3 separate regions of the Sus scrofa genome follow, and all the other regions are linked to region 3. A link is a contact called in public Hi-C and HiChIP or PLAC-seq data. All regions are on one chromosome and are shown on one strand. Each heading gives the region's core, a stretch centred on a gene start, on an enhancer-like site or on the middle of the called end of the contact. The rest is flanking DNA. Distances are from core to core; before and after follow the strand shown.

What was found. A called contact is a pair of places that touch in the nucleus more often than the background predicts. HiChIP or PLAC-seq counts read pairs in DNA pulled down with a chosen protein or histone mark.
Region 1: a contact with region 3 is called in an H3K27ac HiChIP or PLAC-seq map of alveolar macrophages. The contact joins the promoter of DGCR2 here to the promoter of ZNF74 in region 3. A contact is called at or near these places in 4 of 47 Hi-C or Micro-C datasets (brain, fetal heart ventricle, psoas muscle and 1 more) and 1 of 2 datasets of contacts at active chromatin or transcription factors (alveolar macrophages).
Region 2: a contact with region 3 is called in a Hi-C map of skeletal muscle, with 2.1 times the contacts expected there. The contact joins the enhancer-like site here to the promoter of ZNF74 in region 3. A contact is called at or near these places in 7 of 47 Hi-C or Micro-C datasets (liver, retroperitoneal adipose tissue, skeletal muscle and 1 more) and 1 of 2 datasets of contacts at active chromatin or transcription factors (alveolar macrophages).

What each region holds. Positions count from the first base shown.
Region 1 is chr14:50,933,865-50,937,421 of Sscrofa11.1, forward strand. DGCR2 (integral membrane protein DGCR2/IDD) reads right to left here and starts at 1,739. Exons shown (of 10, transcript XM_001929599.7): 1 at 1,466-1,739. The coding sequence starts at 1,544.
Region 2 is chr14:50,969,690-50,973,031 of Sscrofa11.1, forward strand. No RefSeq gene overlaps it. Among named protein-coding and RNA genes, the nearest start is that of SLC25A1, 6.2 kb to the right of the region's middle. Within about 2 kb of position 1,817, at least 72 of the 83 cell types and tissues checked have an H3K27ac peak or open chromatin away from gene starts, as enhancers often do. A contact at or near this core is called in alveolar macrophages, liver, retroperitoneal adipose tissue and 2 more, where this site is marked.
Region 3 is chr14:50,868,425-50,872,019 of Sscrofa11.1, forward strand. It overlaps ZNF74 (zinc finger protein 74), which reads right to left and starts at 1,521. Exons shown (of 5, transcript XM_021073672.1): 1 at 616-1,521; 2 at 211-296. The coding sequence starts at 649.

The DNA of each region.
Region 1 (3,557 bases), core at 489-2,988, 66 kb after region 3:
ACGTCAAGTATGACGTGTGGCTTCACATCTCAGAGTCCAGTGACATAACGTGAGAAATCAGGACCCAGGGTCAAACGGGACGACTATCACCTCTCTGCAGGTGTACCTGTGTTTCCAAAAGAACTTAACCACGAAACTCCACAAATCTAGTGGTTCTGGTTCCCAAGAACCTAGACAGTACCCCTCCACAGGAAGCCTCTTCCTTTCCCACAACCAGTCCCCCTACCCAGAGAACATCCCTGACCGTGAACAACCAGATCTGCTCTGGGGGCCCAGAGACATAACTGGAGACTCCAGGTTGAGTGTGGGCAGAGACATTGAGCAGTACAGTGTGCCCAGAATTCGACCCTGGTGGGGACCTGCACAATGCTGTGCTCCCTGCCTGCGAGGACACACCTGGGTCCTATGGCACTCACACAAGACAGCCCTTGGCACTGCATGGACCCCCTCCTCCATTAAGAAAAAGCCTTTTTTTTTTTGTCTTTTCTTGAGCCACTCCTATGGCATATGGAGGTTCCCAGGCTAGGGGTTGAATCGGAGCTGTAGCCACTGGCCTACGCCAGAGCCACAGCAACTCGGGATGCAAGCTGCGTCTGCCACCCACACCACAGCTCACGGCAACGCCGGATCTTTAACCCACTGAGCAAGGGCAGGGATTGAACCCTCAACCTCATGGTTCCTAGTCGGATTCGTTAACCACTGCGCCACAACGTGAACTCCCTTTTTTTTTCTTTCTCTCTTCTTGTCTGTCATTTTTGGCCGCTCCACGGCATATGGAACTTCTGGACCAGGGATCAGATAGGAGCCACAGTACGACCCAAGCCGCAGCTTCAGCTACGCTGGATCTACCCACTGTGCAGGGCCGGGGATAGAGCCCGTGTCCCAAAGGCTCCCAAGACGCCGTCGATACCGTTGCGCCACAGCGGGAGCACCAAGAATCATGCTTTTCAACTGCATTGGTACAAAGTTGAATGAATTTATATGTACATATTACATTTACTTTTATCTAAAAGTTCAGGGCTTCTTCCTACTGATTTTCAAAGAAAACACTTTGGCAGGCCACTTAAAGCACCCGGTCTCTTGTTCCTGACGGATAAATCGGCCCTGTCTTTGGGGAATTGATTTTCTCGTTGAAGGAGATGGTCCGTCAGACACAGGTAGACTTGTCCGGGATCTTCCGGCTGCGGCAACCCCGACTCCCCACCACAGGCTTCCTCAGAAAACACACGCTCCCGGGGCCCTCCGAAAGCCTCTGGGGACCACAGACCAGGAGCACTCCCAGGGCCCAGCTCGGGGGCTCACAGGCCGAGCGACCGTGCAGACCAGATGCCCCGAGCCGCCCCCGCGACCCCCGGCCAGACCCCCACTGCTCTCGCTCCGGTCAAGCGCGGACGCGGGTCCACAGGCTCCCCAAGGTCCCGGCGCCGGCCCCGCGGGGTTCAGCCCCGCCCCCACCGCCGCTCACCTGGCCGCAGCGGTTCGGTGACCGTGAGCACCAGAAGGAAAAGCAGCAGGAAGGCGCCGCTGTCTGCCTTGGGCACCATTTATCCTCCGTTCATCGTCCCCGGGGCGGCCGCGCGACCCCACGGGGAGGCCGGGCCGGGCCGGGCCGGACGAGGACGCGGCGGGAAAAAGCTCCGGGAGGGGCGGAGGGACGCGCGCTCTCGGCCACAGCCTCGGGCTCCGACTCCAGCTCCGCGCAAGATGGCGGCTGTCCTGCTCGGTCCGCGCCGCCCCGCCCCCGCCCGCGACGCGGCGCTGGCCAATGAGCTCCGAGAAGGGCGTGGCCCGTGCCCTCCCAAGCGCAGTGTCCGAAAGGGGCGTGGCCCGAGGGCGGCCGGGGTTACGAAGTGTCAAGGGTACCATTGGCTGAGCAGAGAGGTTGTGTTTGGGGCGGAGCCTCAGCGGCGCGGCCTCCAAAGGGCCCGGATCCTAGGACGGGGGACAGGGGTGGTGGGGCCTAGATGACCGACACGGAAAGGGCGGGACGTTCATGGGCCGGCGCGGCCCGGGGGCGTGGCCTGAAGGGAGTGGGGCAGTGCGCAGGGGGAGCTAGTGGGACACCGAGGGTCTTCACACCTCTGGCACCAGATGGCCCAGGTCTCGTCAGCGGTCACAGAGTGCACCCCAAAGTGGTCTTTTTAAAGCGGAACCGCTGTGGAGTGGAATCTGGACTATCTATGAAGAGGTTCTGAAGGCGGTTCCACCGTGTAGGGAACATGCATGTGTGTGGCTTCCCCCGCACGCACAACTGAAATGTTTCAGAGGAGGAAGTAGCCTCAGGGAGGGTCACCAAGGAGAGGTGACAGGGAAGCCCAGATCCTAGTGACTGTGAGCAAAGCCGGCCTCTGGAGGAAGGGCCCTGCCTACACAAGGGGGGAGGCAGGGACGCTGGCACAACTGCTGCCACAGCAGGCCTGTGTGCATGGAGGGAAGCCAGTGGGGACAATACTCCAAGTGCTGGCCATGCACCTGTCATCGTGGGAGGGGACACAGCAGATGGGGTGTTCTCAGAGATAGGAAGGACCACCAGCCACGCACACAAGGCCTGGCCCAGGGTGTCGGGGCTGGGGAAGAGGGTGAGGATGGGAGCAAAGGCCAGATAGGGCCAAGGTTGGTAGGCACCCACCTGGCCCACCTCCAACCCCCCAGCTCACTCCAAGGAGCAGTTACCCTGAGCCCTTTCAGGGCATGCTCATCCTGAATGTCCCGGGATTCCAGCCAGGGACACTTAGAATCATCTGAGAGAAGTACCCACTCCCTGCAGATGCGTTTGACCAACATCAACCCCAAGACCAGACCAGACCTGCCTGCTCCTGTCTCCTCAGGGCATGGCCCAGAGAAGATGCTGGACAAAGGGGGCCCACAGCAGAGAGGCCCCACTACTGGTAGAAATGGCAGTCCCTGCCTAACACTGTCCTGTAGGCATGTCCTCAGGGAGCATTCCCCCAGCAGCTGCTGTACTGGATCCAGGCCCAGCCTTCTGCCCCCAGCCCCACACCTGCCCTGGGAGCCCAGCCAGGGCTACAGCTGGGAAGACCACCAGAAGGGAAGTCACAGTCAAGAGTAGAAAGCCCTACCAGCTGTCACCTCCAACCCCTGCAGAGCCACTGTCAGAGACCAGCAAAGTTTTGGATGAGAGCCATACAGGGAAGTGAAAAGTCCACCTAAACCATGCAGGGGGAGGGCAGAGCACCAGCTTCCTAAGCTGCAGTGACCACTGGGCCAGGAGTCCTTGCCCCTCCTGACCACCCCACCCGCCTTCTTGGTCTGCTGTGTGCCCAGCAGACTGCCTGCATGGACACTATCAAAGGCTTCTAGGTCAGGGACATCTCCCCAGCCCCTTCCCCATGGGCTCCTGAAGCCTCCACCTGAGATCACTGCTTCTCTCAAGGTGGCCCTCTCTGCCCTCTTCCTCCCAGGTCCTAGTGACCATCTGCCCTTCTTCCAGTTCTGCTACTACAACAGGGTTCCCTACCCTCTGCTCCATATCTGTAGCCCACCTCAGAGATCCCTAACTTGAGAGCGACTCCCATTTCCTACTGAGCCTCAGACTG
Region 2 (3,342 bases), core at 567-3,066, 100 kb after region 3:
GGCTTAGCCGCTAGGCGCCGGGGATTCTGAAGCCATTAGCGGGGATTAGCACCAGGGTTAATCTGCTTTGGCCGCTCAATTGTCAGCCAGGCGCTGGAGCAGTTGACCCCTCCTCGGAACCTCTGCAGTTCCAGCCGTGGGCTAGTCTCCATCTCTGCAGTGCTCACTGGACCAGGCCTAGTCCCAACAACCAGAGGGAGGGATGAATTCCTGGGTCCAACAGGCCAAGAGGCCAGGTGTGAGTGGCTCCCAGGTCTTGGCTCCAGCCTCCACCTCTGGAAGCCTCCACTAGCAATAAGGGAAGATATCCTCTGCCCACCCTTTGGGACCCCTTCTTTCCTTTAGGCCAGCTCCTCCCCATCCTGTCCCTTTCCCCATGCCACGTCTGGCCCTGTTCACTCCTAGTGGCCTTGGGTGTTGGCCTCCCCACTGAGCTGGGGTTCCAAAGCAAGGTACACTCTCCTCTCCATTATTTGTGGCCAGGAAGCAGGTCGCAGACCAGGGGGATGCTGACTGAGGCCAGCAAAGAGCCACTGCCTGCACACTCTGTCTTTCCCTTGGGGCCCCATCCCAGAGTATGGACCAGTGACCCAGCTGAGGTGACTCTACCTGCCAACCCTGCTCAATAGGTGTGCCAGGATGGGGACTGTGCAGACCTGGGCCCTCCATACATCCCAGACAGGTCTGGTCTCTGTCTGGATTTTTCTTTCTTTTTTTAATAATATATATATTTTTAATTTTCAAGGAAACACTGTATGTATGTATGTATGTATGTATTTGTCTTTTTAGGGCAACAGCCACGGCATATGGAGGTTCCCAGGCCAGGGGTTGAATTGGAGCTGTAGCCACCAGCCTACGCCACAGCAACACGGGATCCAAGCCGCATCTGCGACCTACACCACAGCTTACGGATCCTTAACTCACTGAGCGAGGCCAGGGGATCAAAACCGCAACCTCATGGTTCCTAGTCGGGGTTCGTTGACCACTGAGCAACGATGGGAACTCCTGGATTTTTCCACCTCAGAATTGAGGCCGGTTGAGAAAGAAGGTCCTGGCAGGAGGCCCATTGTCCAGGTAACTCGGCCTGTGTTTATGACTGCCTTCTGCAGAGACCTACCCCAGGCCCGACTCTGAATCCTGGGTTAATGACAGGCTCCAGAAGTGAGGGGACATAGAGGGGTGTGCCCTGGCCTCCTCTTCTACAGGGCTGTGGCATGGGCAACCGTGCCTTACATGGATTGGAGCTGGCCAGGCAAGCAGGACAGGGCAGGGTGAGCAGCGGAGAGACTGGAGGACCTCCTGACCACATCTCCCTTCCCACAGGTGAGACTAGGGACTCTGGAGCAGAATGCTGCACAGGGAGGAAGACAGAGGGGTGAGCCACAGATCCAGGCTCTGCCTTTTGGAAGTTTGGGTCTGAAGACACAGGAAGAGGGCCGTTCGGGAAAAGGGGAACAGGCCCCCTCCCTGCACATAGGTCAGGTACGTCTTGAAGGACAGTGCGGATTACCGAGCAAAGGTCGAGGGTGAGGAAGTGCTGGTGAGAGGGAACAGCAGTGTGCAGCGGTCGGGGACGAAGAAGAGGGCAGGCCGCCGCGGCAGGCGTCCAGCTCGGGGAAACTGAGGAATTTCACGGTGGGGGTGGGGAGGCCGGAGGATGTCCCCTCAGGCTGCTTCAGGAGAGCTCTTGACGTCCAGCGTGAGCAGCCTGCCGACCCGGGGGGCGGGCGACGGAGGCTGCGCCGGCCGAACACCGAAGGTTGAGGGTACTGGCAAGGTCGGTCTCAGACCTAATGAGAGGGCCGAACGCATGCGCGGGTTCGCGTCGAAGTGGGCGCGCCGTGACGCCACCAGCGCACGCCGCCGGGCTTCCGGGAGCGTGCGGCCCCGCCCCCGCTGGCCTCAGCTCCCACCCGAGTCCCAGGTTCCCAGCCCGTGGGTCCGAGTCTTCCCTCATGAACGGGCCCAGGAAACATGCTGTGTGTCTCCGGACCTCCGAGGCTGGAAACTGAGCTGTCCTGGCAGTCTGAGGCTTTTAGCCGTCGGCCTGCGGGCTCAACCTTCCTCCGCGGCAGGGCCTTGGTAAAAGTTGCGGCAGTGTCTATCTCCCCCACTACAGCGCTGAAGGCGGCGGCGGGGGGGCGGGGGGCGTGGGCTCTGGGGTGTGGTCAGCCTGGAGGGTCTGCAGGGGTTGACTGGCCGGCTGGCCCTCAGCTTGAGGGGTGGGCCATTGCAGGCTGCTGAGCAGAGGCGCTGTGATGGCCCATAAGTGGAGGTCACCTCAGATGACACTCCTCTGTTTGAGTGGGGCCTCCGGGCGAGGCTGGGCCAAAGGAAGGGTGAGTGGGAGGTGGGTGTGGCCGGCTGGCCCGCCAAAGAGACAAAAGTGACAGGCGTTGGGCATCAAGGCCTGGCACAATCTGAGCAGAGAGGAGTTGTTACCGTCGTGGCGCAGCCAAAACGACTCTGACTAGGAACCATGTGGTTGTGGGTTCGATCCCTGGCCTCGCTCAGTGGTTTAAAGGATCCGATATTGAGCTGTGGTGTAGGGTGCAGTCGCGGTTCGGATCTGGCGTGGCTGTGGCGTAGGCGGGCAGCAACAGCTCCGACTAGACCCCTAGGATCCTCCATATGCAGCCGGTGCTGGCCCTCAAAGGACCAAAAAAACCTCTGAGCAGAGGGGAGGTTCTCAGGGGTATTTGCCAGGTGGGTGTGGGAGGAGGGGAGCTACAAGGCTACAGGCATCACCCAGTTGCTTGGCCTGTGCCACGTTTTGTCCACAATCTACTGTCTGCATCTCCTCTGGTCCCTGTTCCCAGACTTTGAGGAGGCAAGTGTTCCCCAGACCCCCTGATTCTGTGCCTTTACAAATATCTGGTCCAGGGAATCTGAGAACATGTAGAAAGTAGAGGGTCAGCCAGGAAAACACTCTGGCATTCTCAGCTCAGATTGTTTGTTGTGTAGGCTGAGGGTACAGCTGGAAAGACAGAATTCTTTTTGTTGGCTAAAAGGAGACAGACCCATTTGCTAGGAGTGGCTTAATGTGTGTAATTAGCTGATTGCCATGTATCACCCACATAAGGACATGGAGAAACCCAGGGGATTCCTGTACGGTAGTGGGTGAGCAGGGCTCACCCATGGGAATGAGGACCTCTGCTCTGCTTCCTGTTGGAAGATCTCCCCACATCATTCTGCCACTGCCCCCAGGGCTGCAAGGACAAGGGTCCACCAACCTGCAGCCATCAATATCTTGGTTAAATGCAGCTGTGCTCATCACAAGCAAGCTCCTTCCTGGGCATAGGAGACCTGGCCCCTGCAGCAGCCCCTTCCCTCCAAGAACTG
Region 3 (3,595 bases), core at 271-2,770:
GGGCTGAATCAGGCTGGAAGGGATATTCATCTCGAGGGCACATCCAAGCGTCCCCCATACTCTCTTCCCACGCCAAGAGCTTCCTGAAGACTGGAGAGAAGGCTCCACGGTGGGGTGGGAGGTCCTTGAACGACTGAAGATCTCGGGCGGAAGAAAGATGCCAAATTTCTTCATAAAGAACATGTTCAAAGGAAGAAAAGAGCCACTCACCTCGGACTTGGCATCCAAGATACCCTGACCCAATTTATCTTCCGGCATCTCTTTGAGGAGAAGAGCAGGATCCTGAAAGGACGGAGCTGGAAAGGAGAAATGAGTCAGCGGGGCTCGGCTGAGCTACAGCCCCAGCAGCCCTGGCCCCGGGAGAATCAAGGGAGGTCAGGAACCACTCCGCAAATGAGAGCATCCGAACTACAGCACAGCCTGGTGCGGCATCTGGGTTAATTCTGCCACTCAGTGTCTCAGACATTCCAGTCACGGAGGAGAAACACCGCCGCTCCTTCCTCCTCCTCCGCGGGGATGCCCCAGTGAAGAGGCAGGAGTCGCGACCCCGTAGCGCGTCTAGGAACCCAGCCCGCCCCCTGAGCGCAAACCTGCAGGCCCACCGACACAACCTACCTGTCTCCCGGGGCTCCGGGGCCGGGGTCTCCATGGCGCCCTCTCTCGGCGGCCGCCGCTGGCGGGGGCTGGAGGGAGGGACAGGCCCGCTCCCAGGCTCAGGGCACCTCGCCGCAGCCCTGCAGGTTCAGCCCGCGACCCAAGGTCGGGGTCAGGCAGGCTCCGCAGGCGCCCCGGACCCGGGGCTACGATCGCGCCCCATCACCTGAGTGCCCCACGGCCTGTCACCCGCGCACCCGGCCCGCGCGGGCCGGCCAGGTCTCGGGCTCGGCCGCCCGGAGCCGGGAGTCTCGGGGGCGGCACACAGGCTCGGGGCGAACGGACAGAAAGACCCACAGACGACAGGCTACACGCGCGGCCGAGCCGACCCGCCTCCCACAAAAAGACAGCGGCCGCCACAAAGGAGCGCCTGGCCGCCGCCGCGGGGACGGGCGCCTGCGCGGACTCGGCGCGCACTGCAACTCCCGGGAGCCTTTGCGCTACGCAGGGGCGGACTCTATTTCCTAGAGGGCGCCGGGGCCGGAGCCGCTCTGACGTCAGACGTGGACGAGCGTATACCACAGCCTTCTGGGAAGTGTAGTTAAGGGGTCAAAATCTCTGCCCTTTGGCCCCGCCCCCTACCAATATTGCTGCAGAAGGCGCTTACATCTCGGCCCATGGGGTGTGTGGTGTGGTGTTTGTGTGACTGTCATGCGTGTGGTGTGCTTATGTGTGATGTGTGTGTGTGTGTGTGTGTGTGTGTGTGTGTGTGGTGTGTACTGCATCTGTTTATGTGATTCTTTTATGGTGGGTATGTATGGTGTGTGCATGTGATGCGTGTGTGGTATATTATATGTGTGTGGTGTGATGTATGGGTGGTGTGTGTGTGTGTGGAGGGGATGTGTGTCTATGTATGTAATGTGTGTGTGGTGTGTATACTGTGTGTCTGAGTGTGATTCTTGTGTGGTGGATATGTGTGGTGTGTTTGTGTGGTGTTTATATGTGTGTGGTTGGCATGGTGTCAGTGTGTGGTAAGTATCTCTGTTATATGTAGTGTGTGTGTACGTGATGTGTGTGTGGTGTGTTTCATGTGTGGTATGCGGGGGGGTTATATGTGGTATGTGTCCCAGTGTTTATATATGTGTGTCTGTGTATGTAGTGTATGTTCTTTGTGTCTGTGAGTGTGATTCTTGTGTGGTGGGTATGTGTGTGGCGGGGATGTTCCTGTGTGGGTGTGCTGGACTGCTGCATGTGGGTCTAATTGCGGGGTTTGGGGAGGGTAGTACCCAGGATTATGGATCATGCTGGTCAGTTTCTCAAGGTGACATCCATTTTTAATGACTCAGGCACCCCACCCTGGACACCAGAGGTAGTTGGTGGGCCCTCAAAGAATTTCCCACAGATTTTGCCCCTGCTGCCCCTTCTGCAACTGAGCACCTGGGGAGGAGGTGGTAGAGTCCCAGCCTACTCTCAGACCAGGTGGACTTGGCCCCATCCACCCCCAGGGGCTGTGGAAAGAGGTTGGGTGTAGGTGTGGACCCCTCCTTCACACAGTGCTCTAACACTGCCACCCTCCCTCCTGGCTTGGAGCCCAGATTCCACTTGGCTGTAAGCTGTGCTCAGGCAATGGTTAGCATTTTTTGGCAATAAATTATTTTTAAGGCATGTACATTTTTTAGATATAATGAATGCTATTGTACACTTAATATACTATAGTGTGAAAACAAATAACATTTATATGCATTGAGAAACCAAAAATCTGTGTGACTATTGTGGTATTAACTTTACTGCAACGGTCTGGAACCAAACCAGCAATATCTCCAAGGTATGCTTCTAGAGTTACCATATGATCCAACAATTCCACTTTTTTTCTTGGGCCACTCCCGCAGCATATGGAGGTTCCCAGGCTAGGGGTTGAATCGGAGCTGTAGCCACTGGCCTACGCCAGAGCCACAGCAACGCCGGATCCGAGCCGCATCTGCAACCTACACCACAGCTCACGGCAACGCCGGATTCTTAACCCACTGAGCAAGGGCAGGGATCGAACCCGCAACCTCATGGTTCCTAGTCGGATTCGTTAACCGCTGAGCCACGACAGAAACTCCTCCGCTTCTTAATATACATATCTATATACATACCTAAGATAAATAAAAACATACAATATTAGAGTTCCACTGTGGTGCAATGAGATGTGTGTGGCGGGGATGAAGCACTGTCTCTTCAGTTCCAGGACATAGGTTCCATCCTTGGCCCGGCATGGTATGTTAAAAGATCACAGGTTGCAACTGTGGCTCAGATCTGATCCCTGGCCTGAGAACACCATATGCCATGGGACAGCCAAAAATGAAAAACAAAAACAAAAACAACCATATGTCCTTACTAAAACTCGTGCACAAATATTTATAGCACTGTTATTCATAATAACCAAAAAGTGAAAACTCCCCGAAGGACCATCAAATGATGAATGGGTAAGTAAAATGTGGAATATCTACACAATGGAATAGTATTCCATAAAGTATTGATACATGCTGTCATAGATGGATCTGTTCTGGGGTGGTCAGGAGGATGTGGGCAGAACGGCATGGCCAGCTCTGTAGGTGCTGCTGAGAGATCAGAGATGAGGTCAGGGAGGGAGTTCACTCCTGTCGTGGTTCAGCAGTAATGAAGAATCCATTGATCGATCATGAGGATCCATGAGAATTTGGGTTCGATTCCTGGCCTTGCTCCTTGGGTTGAGGATCCGGCATGGCCAAGAGCTTAGTGTAGGTCACAGACATGGCTCTGATCCAGTATTGCTGTGGTTGTGGCATAGGCCAGCAGCTGTAGCTCCAATTCAACCCCTAGACTGGGAGACTGGGAACTTCCATATACTGCTGTGGCCCTAAAAAAAAAAAAAAAAAAAAAAAAAGATGAGGACAGAGAGGTTGATCTTTAGCTCCAGGAGGTGGAGGGGCTCCTGATGGGGCAGACTGCAGCCCCCTTCACCAGGAATGAGGTGAAG